Linked DNA regions of Gossypium arboreum: region 2 is linked to region 1. A link is a contact called in public Hi-C data. All regions are on one chromosome and are shown on one strand. Each heading gives the region's core, a stretch centred on a gene start, on an enhancer-like site or on the middle of the called end of the contact. The rest is flanking DNA. Distances are from core to core; before and after follow the strand shown.

Evidence for each region. A called contact is a pair of places that touch in the nucleus more often than the background predicts.
Region 2: a Hi-C map of leaf shows a contact between it and region 1, with 2.4 times the contacts expected there. The contact joins the promoter of LOC108466015 here to the promoter of LOC108453740 in region 1. A contact is called at or near these places in 2 of 5 Hi-C or Micro-C datasets (both in leaf).

Annotation. Positions count from the first base shown.
Region 1 is chr11:23,666,328-23,672,985 of ASM2569848v2, forward strand. It overlaps LOC108453740 (conserved oligomeric Golgi complex subunit 2), which reads left to right and starts at 2,675. Exons shown (of 14, transcript XM_017752022.2): 1 at 2,675-3,117; 2 at 3,329-3,846; 3 at 3,925-4,125; 4 at 4,875-5,211; 5 at 5,474-5,635; 6 at 5,759-5,858; 7 at 5,948-6,163; 8 at 6,243-6,351. The coding sequence starts at 3,388. It overlaps LOC108450035, which reads left to right. Exons shown (of 12, transcript XM_017747462.2): 9 at 1-14; 10 at 134-412; 11 at 763-1,024; 12 at 1,320-1,923. The coding sequence ends at 1,660.
Region 2 is chr11:23,846,980-23,853,637 of ASM2569848v2, forward strand. LOC108466015 (UTP--glucose-1-phosphate uridylyltransferase) reads right to left here and starts at 2,738. Exons shown (of 22, transcript XM_017766389.2): 1 at 2,592-2,738; 2 at 2,400-2,484; 3 at 2,251-2,298; 4 at 2,072-2,163; 5 at 1,897-1,987; 6 at 1,732-1,792; 7 at 1,552-1,629; 8 at 1,408-1,458; 9 at 1,214-1,287; 10 at 323-395; 11 at 159-216; 12 at 13-59. The coding sequence starts at 2,452. It overlaps LOC108466005 (protein ALTERED XYLOGLUCAN 9-like), which reads right to left. Exons shown (of 1, transcript XM_017766379.2): 1 at 5,357-6,658. The coding sequence ends at 5,886.

The DNA.
Region 1 (6,658 bases), core at 1,425-3,924:
CAGAAAATCACAAGGTATTTAGCATTAATTTCTGGATGATATGCATCTCTTGTCAATACAGACACGGAAGTAATATGTCCAGAGTTCTAGACTTGTTTGCTGATGACAAATAAATTTGATTTTGCAATAACAGAAGTGTCTGTCTAAGGCTTTCATTCCTGTCATGCGTTCTATGTGGCCTGGAATAGATGACAATCCTGGTGGTTCTTCTTATATGGTCTCCAACATGCGTAAGCGTGCCATACAAGCTTCAAGATTCATGCTACAGATGATGCAAACTCCCCTATATGCAAAGGGGACTGAAGCAGAGGATGATAATGGTTGTAATGGATCACCAGAAATCATAGATGGCCCTTCACAGCCTTCAGTAGAATGCGGAGAAGAGGGACTTGCAATACGCATAGCCACGGAGGTAATATCTCTATTGCTTCCAACTCAATTCTTCAGTTTTCCCAATTCAAATCTTAAATGTCATAATATCAATAATCAGATCCTAATTTCAAAATCGAGTAATACCTACACCACCCAGCTTTCCACAAACAGATAGATTAGAAATTCACTTAATAGCAAATCCCATCTGATAATTTATGTTTCTCCGTGGATGCAAAAAAAAGGGAAGTGTTTTATTGCTGCATTGAAAGCAATGAATTGCTTTGTGTAAGATGTTGGCCGTAATGGTTGGCATAACATTTGAGAAGAATAGTAATCTATGAACAAAATAATTTGTTACCTACTGTTTTGTTATTCTTCTATTTTCCCAAGGTGTTGAGGTTTCCCGCGAAGAAGACACCTGCAGAGAGGTCATATGTTGCCGCTCTTTGCAGAATACTTGCCTCTCTCCATTTCCGTTTATCAGAACAAGGACCAGTAAAGATAATGAGGAGACTTTTAAGTCGTGTGTGTGAATCTGTTTTAAGCGAGAAAGATATTCTAAAGGAGTTGAAGCTGATGGCTGAACGTCTTGAAGGACTAGATAGAAATCCAGATCAGGATTTGTCGGAAGATGAAGTTAAGTATATTTTCGGTAAGTATCTTACACTCACAGGAAAGATCATTATTTTTTTTTTTGATGTTGTGCTTTTCATGTCAAATAGAAATTTTCATTGTAAATATTATATAAAATCTGTCTGATCATATAGAAGGCATACTTTCATGTATGAAGAATGCTTTTCTGGAAACAACCTACAAAAATGTAAAATCTAATACCAATTTTGGTCTGTTATATTCGTTTTCCTTTTGGTTATTAGTATTTGTTGGGCTTGGAGAGTGTTTTTGGTCATTAACACCTAACTATGTTGTTTCCCAATATTTTTTTGCAGGAAAGTTGGAGCTGGAATTCAACTTGGATGTTGATGGTTCCACTGCAGTTCCACAAACCCCAGCGCCATGCTCAGCTAGACCTAATCGTTCAAGGAGACGAGTGAGACGTGAAGAAGTTAGTTCTGATGAAGAAAATTCACCTCCCTGTGTTAAGTCTGTGGTTCCTAGCAATGGTGGCACTATAGGTCCTCGCTCACAAAGGGCAAGCAAGACTGCAGCAATGACCAAGATAACAAGAAGTAAAGCTGTAAGGATAGAAGAAGGTTTTCATGAAGACGACGATGAAGATTCAGAAGTAACAGCTGAGGATTCTGATGAATCAGATGAGCTCACCGAATAAAGTCACGCCGCTTAGTTTGCATTACCTGAATCATCGTCATATATATACTGTGGTGCATATGTTTCAAGGTTTAGGTTGAGTTAAGCTAGATACGTAGAATGCAGTACTTATATTATATTTGTTGTATCCATGTGTATGATGTCCGTAACCCGTAAGTCGTTACATATATGATGTTGTTGTAAGCATTTTGGGTTAAGCTTTGTTTTGATATTGTTGTAACACAATTTGGGAAACGTTTGCTAGTCAAAGCCTATTCTCTTGAATCTTTCATGCATTTAAAAAGTTATAAATTTTTTATTAAAAAAATAACAATACCAACCTATTAAAATTAAATTTTTTAAAAATCATGATTAAATTTTAGAAATCTTATAACCATTAGAATAGAAAGAAATCTACTACTTAGATTTTGATATCATTTGTTCATAATTAATCAGCCCACAATAAATACATCTAGTGAAATTTTAAAATTTTCAAATATCAAAACCTCATATATATTGTGTATATTGATATACATTATTATTAAATATGAATCTGAGTTTAAAATTTCAGATATCAAAATCTCATACTCACCTTGTGAGTTTGAGACTTACCAAATTTAATTCAATTTTGATTCCATATCCTAATGTATTTTATTTGGTTTAATTTTTAATTCAAAATAATAAAAACAAATTTTAATTTTATTTAATTGATAAATATTTATGGTATAAAAATAAATATTTTATTTCAAATTAATGAAAATAGCACAAAAGGAATTGATAGAATCCGATTGAATCGATCAATCGCATCAATTGGATCGAGTATCGACTGGTTTATCAATTGAATTGATTGAATTACAATCTATTCTGAAATGTAATAAAAAAAATCAATTAGGTTGGTGAATTGAACAAACTTACTTATTTCTATACAGATAATAATATCAATAATATTCGAATTAACTTAGTCAATAATTTTATAATTTTTATTTTATTTTATAACTTTTAATAATTTATTTAAAGAACCAAACTAATTTAATAAAAGCTAGGAAATCAAAGCTGATAAAAAAAATTTGGTTTGATTATCTTTTCCAAAACCAAAATACTGTAAAATATGGAAAATGAAATTCCAAAATAGATATGAACCGAATCGTTAGAACAGTCAGAATTTCGAGTCCAGGTTGAGCTAGATCTCGACTGACACTACACTGAAATGATCATTTATTTCAGTTCTCTGATAAAACTACGTCGTTGGGTGTCTAGATCTGCCTCTCAATTTTCTTCTTCTTCTTCTTGCTGAACCTGTCCCTCCTCTCTCCCCTCTATTGACGCCTCCTCTTTCTGCCGTACTTCTACCGGCGGTGTCCGCCTCCCTCTCTTTCATTCTTTTCAACCCCCCCGCCTTCATTTGTTTTAATCCGACGCCGTTCCAGCATCCCTCCCTCTATTTCCTTGCAGATTCCTCTCGGTCTCGACATCGTATAGGTGAGCCTATTCTTTTTCTTGCTATTAATCTATAGAATTATATTCTCTTAGAACTTTGCTTCCTGTTCCAAGTAATTCATGTTTATCATTTGGACTGGCATAATGATTCTATATGATTTCTGGTCTCCATAATTTTGATTTCAATGAAAAACAAGATCAAATCAGTTGCATATTGATACTTAATTATTTATGGCGATATGTTTGCTTGCAGTAGAGGAATTGAGATCATCGAAATCTGACTTGGACTTGGATTCCTATTAAAGGGTGAAAATGCCGGATCAAATCCCATCTCCAGCCCCTAGATCCGCCACGGATCTCTTCTCCGACCCGCTCGACTCTCACCCGATGTGGTTCAAGCCCTCTCTCTTCCTTTCACCTGACTTCGACTCAGAATCCTACATTGCGGAGCTCCGAACCTTTGTCCCATTTGACACCCTCCGATCTGAGCTCCAGGCTCATCTCTCGTCTCTCAACCATGAACTAATTGATCTCATCAACCGTGATTACGCTGACTTTGTAAACCTCTCCACCAAACTGGTTGATGTGGACTCTGCGGTGCTTCGTATGCGTGCTCCGCTTCTTGAACTCCGTGACAAGATCCAAGGCTTTAGGGGAGCTGTTGAGGGTTCGCTTACTTCTTTGAAGAATGGACTGAGCCAAAGAGCAGAGGCTGCTGCTGCCAGAGAGGTGCTGGAGTTGCTGCTGGACACTTTTCATGTTGTTTCTAAGGTAATAGCAGTAGTATTATTATTGAGTCCCTTCCATTTCCATTTCCAAGAGTATTGGTTAAACAGACTCCTTTATTAGGTCGAAAAGCTTATAAAGGAGCTTCCTAGTGTATCTTCGGATTGGTCAAATGGGGATGTCAATTCAATGCAAAAGAGTAATGCTTTGAGCTCACAACATGTTGAGAATGGAACAACAAATCTCAGAGAGACCCAAAGCATGCTTCTGGAGAGAATTGCCAGTGAGATGAATCGCCTCAACTTTTATATTGCTCATGCACAGGTACCTCTTTTTCTTTTCAGTCACAAATTTTATGCCTTAGCCACCGAGAATTCCACATCTAATTATGTAATCCCCTTTTGGATTTGTTTTCTGAATTTACTTTCATATTTAGATAATAATGGCAATTCATTGCAAAGTAATTATTCTCTGGTTTGCTGTCTTATTGCTGGAAGATGTGCTTAAGACAGTTGACCATTAACTTTAGAATAAGCTTCTAAAGAATGTTGCACGAACTTATTGGTTTAGAGTCCAACATCCTCTCCCGATTCTTACATTTAGGAATTTGTTTGTACTATGTTAGTGTGGTCAATCATATCATCAAAATCACTTATCTAGAAAATCCAAAAACTTCGTAACATCACCATTAACATCATGCCAATAGTATTGCAAAACATTTAGCTCATACCATCAGGCCTTGGTGAAGAAGGATGCATTTGCATAAGAGCAGTGTGATCCTCCTCAACTATAAACTTATGTATCAAAAGCTTTACAAGCATTATGTCTATTATGTGCCTCATATCAGCTATAAACATAGTATTCATATCATAGTCTCATGACTTATGAGAATAGTTGACAATCAGTATAATTTTGCTTCGTGGTTACTGACAACAGGACAATTTTACTTAACTCTGTCTCATATGCATTATGGATATGTACCTTAGAGTGACATGAACAACCCCAGGTCAAAATCTTATTCTTTGGAAGTAGAAATTCATGGAATATCTGTTTTCTACATTATGCAAGTGCAGAGCCTGCCTTTTATTCAGAATATTGAAAAGAGGATTCAGAGTGCTAGCCAACTATTAAATGCAAGCTTGGGACACTGTTTTGTTGATGGGCTGGAACACAGGGATGTCAATGCAATTTATAATTGCTTACGTGCTTATGCTGCTGTTGATAACAATGGTAATGCAGAAGAAATTTTTCGCACGACCATCGTGGCTCCATTTATACAAAATGTTATCCCACATGGATCCTCTGGGGGAGTTGTTGCGGCATCTGGGGATGAACTTGAGAATGATTATCAGCAAATTAAGAAACATGTTAAGAATGATTTCAAATTCTTACTGGAAATTGCTTCTGCAGGTACATATCCCATATCAATTCTATTAATAGTGTACTTCATCTAGTTCATTGGTTCTTTACGACCAAGTTATATTGCATTTGGCGCTGGAAATAGGTTGGTTCCCTGAGAAGAATATATATGAACTTGGTGAATATAGGCTTCACAGTTCAAATTTAATGTCCAACTGGTGCATTATTTCAGTCTTCTCATGGTCTTTGCATATCAAACTTCAAATTTGCTACATGTGAAGGCTATTGAAGTTGTGTTGTTTGTTTTGTTCAGAAAATTCAGGATTACATGTATTTGACTTCCTGGCAAATTCAATTCTGAAAGAGGTCCTTGAAGCCATCCAAAAGGGAAAACCTGGTGCTTTTTCTCCAGGAAGACCTAAAGAATTCCTCAAAAACTACAAAGCAAGCCTAGATTTCTTGGCCTATCTTGAAGGTAGTAATCTGACCTTCATTTTGCATCTAAGAATTAATCTTTGTAAAGGAGACTTTGGTAAAGAATTAAAGTATCTTAACTATAGCCCATTTTATTATATTTAAAAGAAAATCTCACTGTCAGGCTATTGCCCAACTAGTGCTGCTGTTGCCCGATTTCGAGCCGCACCTTCTTATGTTGAATTCATGAAGCAGTGGAATGTTGGTGTTTATTTCTCGTTAAGGTATTGAGTGGAATTATTAGATATTTATTGTACTAAAACAATTTTGAAATAGTACTTAGATATGACTGCTTTTATTTTCAATCTCTCAGGTTTCAAGAAATAGCTGGTGCACTGGACTCTGCACTTACAGCCCCTGGTCTTGTTCTTGTCCAGAATTCAGATTCTGGTGAAGAATATTCCCTGAACCTAACGCTTAAACAAAGTGTTACCCTCTTGGATAGCTTGAGATCCTGCTGGAATGAAGAAGTTCTTGTCCTTTCTTGTTCTGACAAGTTTCTTCGCTTGTCCCTGCAGCTGCTCTCAAGGTCATTCCTTGGATCAAATACTTTTGGGTTGTCTTGATATACTGAACATCATCATTTGACTGTATTTTGCGTGTAATAGATACTCAAATTGGTTGTCTTCTGGATTGGCTGCTCGGAAGAAGGGTAGTGCTGGCTCCAACCCTGGATGTGAGTGGGCTCTTTCAGCTGCTCCAGACGATTTTGTTTATGTATGCCCGTGCCTTTATTCTATTATGTTTCCAAGTTAAATTCACTGAGCCTTATTTAATGCACAGAGGTTTAATCAATGGCGTTCTTTATGTTTGCATTTTGAAATTTGAAGTTTAGAGAACTGAAGAACAAATAATCAGTTTTGTTTGAGTAACTAAATGGAGAGATAAATATAGAGAAATAATTAGTTATCCGCATATCCACTTGATTCTTTCTAATGTAGAAAGATCAGAGGGAAATTAAAACTGGTAATAATACTTTCTTCTAACCTAAAAACATATTCCTAAGTTTCATCTTTAAAATGTA
Region 2 (6,658 bases), core at 1,488-3,987, 180 kb after region 1:
TTCGCTTTGTACCTCCATACAATATTCATTCTTGTTTTGGACCAAATGGTTTAAGATTTCTAGAGCAACCCGTCAAGGACTAAAACTGGCAGAAAAAAACTTGTATGTGTAACTAACAACTAGAAAGCAGAGTTCACTGAAAACCAGAATGAGGATACTCAAGTCAACAATAGCACCCAGATTGTCTGAGTTTGCAACGAAGACATACTCCTTGCCCTGTAATGAACGACGAAGCACAAATAAATTACCAAAACAAGGAACCTTTATAAATCAAAAGTTTTTTTTATATATTAAAAAAACCACACCAAATCGCAGCTACAACCTGTGATAAGAAAGCATCAAGCTTGCCACTGTTCATTAGAGATGGGAACACATCACCATGACCAGGAGGATACCTTCAGCCAGAAAAGTGTGTTTCGGTAAAAGTATTACCACCAAATAAGCAATTCAAAAATATCATCAAAATCTCCATGAATGCTTCTCAAACACAACCACTGCATGAAATGTAGATAACTAAAACAGTAGGAACATACAGATGTTGTAAAAGGAAACTATCCAAGTGAATGCAGATAGAACATTATAGAAGCTATAGGTATAATATTAGATGAACCAGTCCTATGACTTCAACAACCACTACATCCATAAAGAATCAAGTGAAAATGTTAACATAGAAGGAAACAATTCATCATTGAACAAAAATCTTAAACTTCATATAAAAATTACTGAACCTCTTCAACTGTCCTCTGAATAACTTATACTATAAGAGTAACGTACATCATTGGCATAAAATTCTTATAATCTTATAGCTCATTTTTAGAAAGTCTTATGGCTCAGATTAGAATGCCTTAAAATCTCTGAAACTCTAAATATTATGGCCACATGTATTCTCGTACTTTCTTGAATTAAAACTAAACAAACCTTTATGATACATCCATCCCTTGGGGAACCACTTCAAAGCTTCAAAGAATTACAATTTTCAGTTAAGCTACAAAGTTCAAAAGTAATGACAACTTTCTATGGTGATTCAAAGCTGATACTGAAGACATATAAAATTAAACCGACAGATAAAAGTAAAGAACTTCAGGTCATTTAACTTCCGATTCATCTTTAGCTACAAGTTACAGTTTACCCGTGCCAAGCTGGCACTTTCATTGCAACAGAATGACTAATTGACTACTAAAGTGAAAAGAAGTAAATAAGGAAGAAGTTTTACCATCCATCCTTGCCATGCTGGCCTTTGCTTGGTAATGGAGCAAAATCTTCAACAACCAGACGAGGATATTGGCTCTATGCAAATCCAGTACGGGGAGAAATCAGAGAAAAGATAATACAAGTAAAGGATATATCTCTCAAGTCTTAAAGTCTCGATTGAAACTGCAGAAGAAGCTGAAAATTGAAATCACCAACCTGATTGAAAGTATGAATCTCAATGTTTGAATTTGAGTACTTGTCGACAATCTGCAATGAAGAAGAGTTATATGAAGTTAAATTCCATGTTTAACAAAGGTAAAAATAAATCAGTAATCAGACATGTAACATAAAAGCGGGAACCTTCAATGTGTCATCATGGGTGTTGAATGAGTTCATCAGAACCAACGGAACATTACATCCGTATTTAGAATTAAGATTCTGAGCAAAATACCGATAAAAAAAATGTTAGCTTGATCTGATCATACAAAAACAAAAAGGAAAAAAAAGAAAGGAGAGGAAAGGAAATCAACAGCTTATGACCTCGATCTGAATAACAATTAGGTCAAGAAAAGTCAAGCCATTGCGAACTTCAATGACGGATCTGTGTTTTTTTTTGGAAAAAAGGAGAGGAAAAATCAGTTAGATGAATTTGTGCAGAATGAAAAACTATATAATAGAGTAAAAGTGAAGGATTAAGAAGCATACTTGGGACCAGTACATCCCATAGTGGTTCCAAGACCTCCATTAAGCTTTAAGACAACAAGTTTGTCCAAGAGCTTCTTGGTTTCAGCAGGATCTGCAATTAGATATAGGGAGAGATCAATCGAATCCAAAAGATACTTGATTTTGACCGGATAAAGTATAAGGTTAAGATCATTACCATCAGGAGAGGGAGACAAGGTGTCATAAGGAACAACCACTTCATCAGTTGGAGTCTGGATCTTACTCCACTCTATGTGCTGAGCTTCTCCACTTCAATCAAATGAAATTAACTTTCAGCATCAGGATCTGAATCTAACGGAAAACAAATAGAAGAGAACTGATTTGAAATAATAATACCTGAGATAGCGGGAGACAAGGTTGATGAATCCGTTTTTCTCATTTTCACTGAGACACAAATCAGAAACCACAGATTTGTTTACTATTACTCTCTGTTAATTCAGTAATCGCCACAATACTTAGTGAATAACGAAAGAAAAGAAGCAAACCTGATTTCAGAAAGAGCAGCGACGGCAGATTTGAGGTGTTCCAGCTTTTCCATTGGAAACAACTAGAAGAAGAACAAGAACAAGACTTTGATAGAATAATAGTATTAGGATCGATGAATCACAAAATCCAAGAAAACCAAATCGAAGCAAAGGAGAAAGGAATCTGAATTCACAACAGAGAAAGAATCTTACAAATGCGCTGCTGTGTGGTGTGCTGTTGTTTGTCACCTTCAAAACAAATTATCTAAGCTCGTCAAGTGAAATGAAAATATAACGCATATATACAAATTTATATCTAAACCATTTTTTTTCCCTTTACTTTTATATAAATTAATAAAAAAAATACAAAATGGAGTGCAATGGAATTAATAGCCTGACATGACATTTCTGTCTCTCTATAAATTTAATTTTTAATTGAATAAAAATATTAAATTGACATTTTATGCTTGTTTATTATTATTTTAATTAATTAATCACAAATTGGAAATATTAAAATAATTTAATTTTAAGCATGATATTAATTTTTATTTAATTAGTACTTATTTAAATAATTTAAATGTATAAAATACTCTATAAATAATGAACAAAATGACTGGAATTTTAATTAAATGGCAATGAAATGAAGCAGTTTTTTTAAATTATTTTATAACATGATTCAATTTAACCCTTTAAATATTGTTTTCAAAATTGCAAAGCGAAAGTTAAATTCAAAGTCCATAAAGGAAAGAAGGAAAATGGAGAGGTGTAATAAAAAGTCTTAAACTTGGTTTGTAAAAGAAGAATGAATAGTTTGAAAGAGAAAAGAGAAATTAGAGTTACTTCTGCTTGGGCTTCTAGAAAAGGAGAACTATGGACGAATACGAAGCCCACAGCAAAGTAAGAGATGAGAGGGGGTGGACTAAGGGGTGGCGCTCATCTCTACCAAAACGAGACACCTCACTCGCGGCATCTTTCTTTACCTTTTCATCCCTTGGTTTGGCATATTCCCTGATTATATTTCATGTAGGCAAAAAGGCTTATGAATCATGATATCACTACATAAATATTTTTATTATTAATTTTATATTTAAGACTAGATCTAGAAGTTTAAAATATGAATATGTTATGTTTAATAATAAATTATTTTTGAAAAAAACTCCAAAATGATTCCATTCCTTAATTTTTTTTTCCAAACCAGGGAATATTTTGGATTTATTGATGTAAATGGATTGCAGCCATCTAGCCAGTCCCTATCAGCCCGTGCCCAATTCCTGGCTTCGATCAAAGGCCAACAGGGTCAGGCCTTGAGCCAGACCAGGAATCCCTTGTCTTACGTACTCGAAGTCGACGTACTTAACACATCGACGTGGGTATCAACCTCCCGTGCGTTTGAGTGAAAGGGAGTGCCTTACCCAATTAAAATCAAACTTCAACATGTGATTCCCATCGCCTGCGGCTTGCCCAAATCGCTATGGATGAACCTTGATTGAAGTATTTACAAGGTCCAAATTAATTTTTCTATCATTAAATAAATTAATTTAATCTTTATATTATTTAAAAATAAAATTAATTCACAATATTTACTATATAAAAATGTTTTAAATTTTTTTTAATTACAGTTGAATTCTAAATAAAATGTTTTATTTACTAAACTATAAAAATTTTAAAAATATTAGCATAATTAAACAATAAATAATAATTTTAAATAGTAAAATATTAATTTAATACAATTGAATAGTAAAATTAACTCTATTCAAGTTTAATTTTATTTGATTTTTTAACAATAAAATATTAAATTTATCCATTTAATAGTAGATATACTAATTTGACGAGATTATATTTTTTATTGCAATTTCAGTTAATTAAATTCGAATAGAAAGATTTCTTATTAACGAATAATCAAATAAAATAAGGCAGGCTAATAAAATATATTTTTATTTCGCCTCGTTGTCCCTCCCCCCCTTTTGTCTTTTTGCGATTCTCGGACCCTTTTTTTCTCCTTTGGAGGATGATGCCTAGGATCTCTACAATTAGCTATCACTTCCTTGAAGACATCAACAGATATAACTCCCAAATTGAGCCTTTTAGGCTTCGTCGATTTATCATCTAAAAATAAATAATTTTCGTCCTTTTGGTTTAAACAAGACCAACTCCAGAAAAGAACCACGCATCAATATGTGCAGGTACTGATGTAGAAACAACGCAAATATGACCCCCTTTTTTTCTCTTTTAACTTTCGGATATTTAATAGAAAGGGGGTTACTATTCCTTAACGCATGCAAGCATTCATTACACAAGATGGAAAGTCCCTAATCAACGTCCATTAGTTCATATATGACTGGTAAGCGTACAAATTTAATCTTTCATTGCAATACATGTCTGCAGAACTAAAACATATAGTATGAGAAGAAACCATAAACAATAAAACTTGCTTGACCGGATGCCAGACCTTGTCTCTGCCAACTATGCCGAACAGCCGAAGTAACAGAGGCAATGACTACCTTGCCGTGTGCTCAACTTATTTTATCTATTTGACTGAATGTCAGAATATATTGACGAACGAACAGGGTATTCGTTCCTCTCTTTATTATTTCTTGCATGCATCATTCTCTTTTACCGGTCGGGAAGCAAATAATACTGTAAGTCTCTAGGAATATTATATTTGGTTTTGTCTAAATGACTGGACGGCTCCTTCTCCGCAAAACCTTTTTACCCTTTTTGATTTGTTGCGGCCTTTTATGTATGTATGTATGTATGAGACACACACATTAACAAGAAAAGACCCCATCTGTCAACATTCCTTTTGAAAATGCCATACAAACTAAAAAAGTGCCAATTCAGAAAAGCTATGCCATTAAAACAACCGGAGGATATCACAAAGCCCACTGCTGCTATTATATATTGCAAAAAATAAAAAAGATGTATCCAAATATTATACAATTGTCAAGTTAGGTCATAACAAAATTGAGTGTGAATCATAACTATACTATACAAACATGTGAAATATCAAAAAAATAAAACAGTAATTAAAAAAAACCTCCAATATACACAGAAAGTTTACTAGTGTGTTTAATCTAGAGCCTTGGGAAACCTTGGCAAGAATCAAAGATTCTAGATTGGCAAGTAGAAATGACCCTCACTAGCTGTCTCAAGGGACAAATGCTTGTGAAGCTTGCTGTAAGCCCATTAGTTTTTTGGTGGAAAGCTAACTAGTTTATCACAACCCATCGAACTACCAGGTACTCTCATTTTTTCCAGGCTATGTCGCTCAACATTGTACACACAATCCAGTGTTATAATACAATGGTTGCAATGAGGTCTTCAGTTCAAACTTAAGAGGTGCATGTTGGGATGAAAAAGACTTGAAAGACCTATGAGCGTTTCAAAAAGACGGTACCAAATTGTAAGCATGATGCTGTGCAACGCAGCGCGGGAAAATGAGGAATGAGAATACTTGATCGGTCAGCGGGTCGATACAATTTAGGAAAACAAAAACTGCTAGCGGCTTCAATGCCTGTGACGAGATTTAATAAGCAATGAATTAAGCATGATTTGAACAGCAGCTTCATAGATAGCTGTGTCATAATGCATGCCATCATAGGTACAATGCGCCCCACAATTCCAAGTCAAAGACTGGATGTCTAACAAGATCATAGGACCACCAGTTTGGCGCAATAGCCTACTCTCGCTGAGGGCTCTATCATAGGCATGCCACATTGCATCAATCATATGTACCCTTTTCTCGTGTGCATTCAACATCCCATTGATGAGCATCGGAAACCCGAGCCAAAACAAATGGGGTGGTGACTTAATGCCTAACTCGGTTGAAAATGGAAACAAAGAAACCAAGGAACTTTTTAACGTTTGCAAAACAAGTTCGTAATCTGATGGGTTGCTTACATGAAGCATATGCCATAGACCAGCCCCCATTACCATAACATCAGGGTATTTCTTTTTAGTCTTGAAATCCGTCAACAAATGGGTTAAATTCAATACATAAGGTGCCCAAACGAAATCCAATTTCATACCGATTTCATCAACTGAAATGCTGTAATTACTGTGCCTCTTAAACAAAGCAGTTTTAACAGAATCCATGCGTTGGGGTTCGGAACCCAGAATCAAATTCAATAGAGAGAGGGTGAACAATCGAGCTTGCGAATCACCTGCGATCAACACCCAGGAGCCGTTTATCAAATGGGACGCTTCGGGTTTAGACAACTTGTGGATGCGGCAAGCCTTGATCCTTTGGGTTTTGGACCAATCCCAGTGTTTTTCATAAA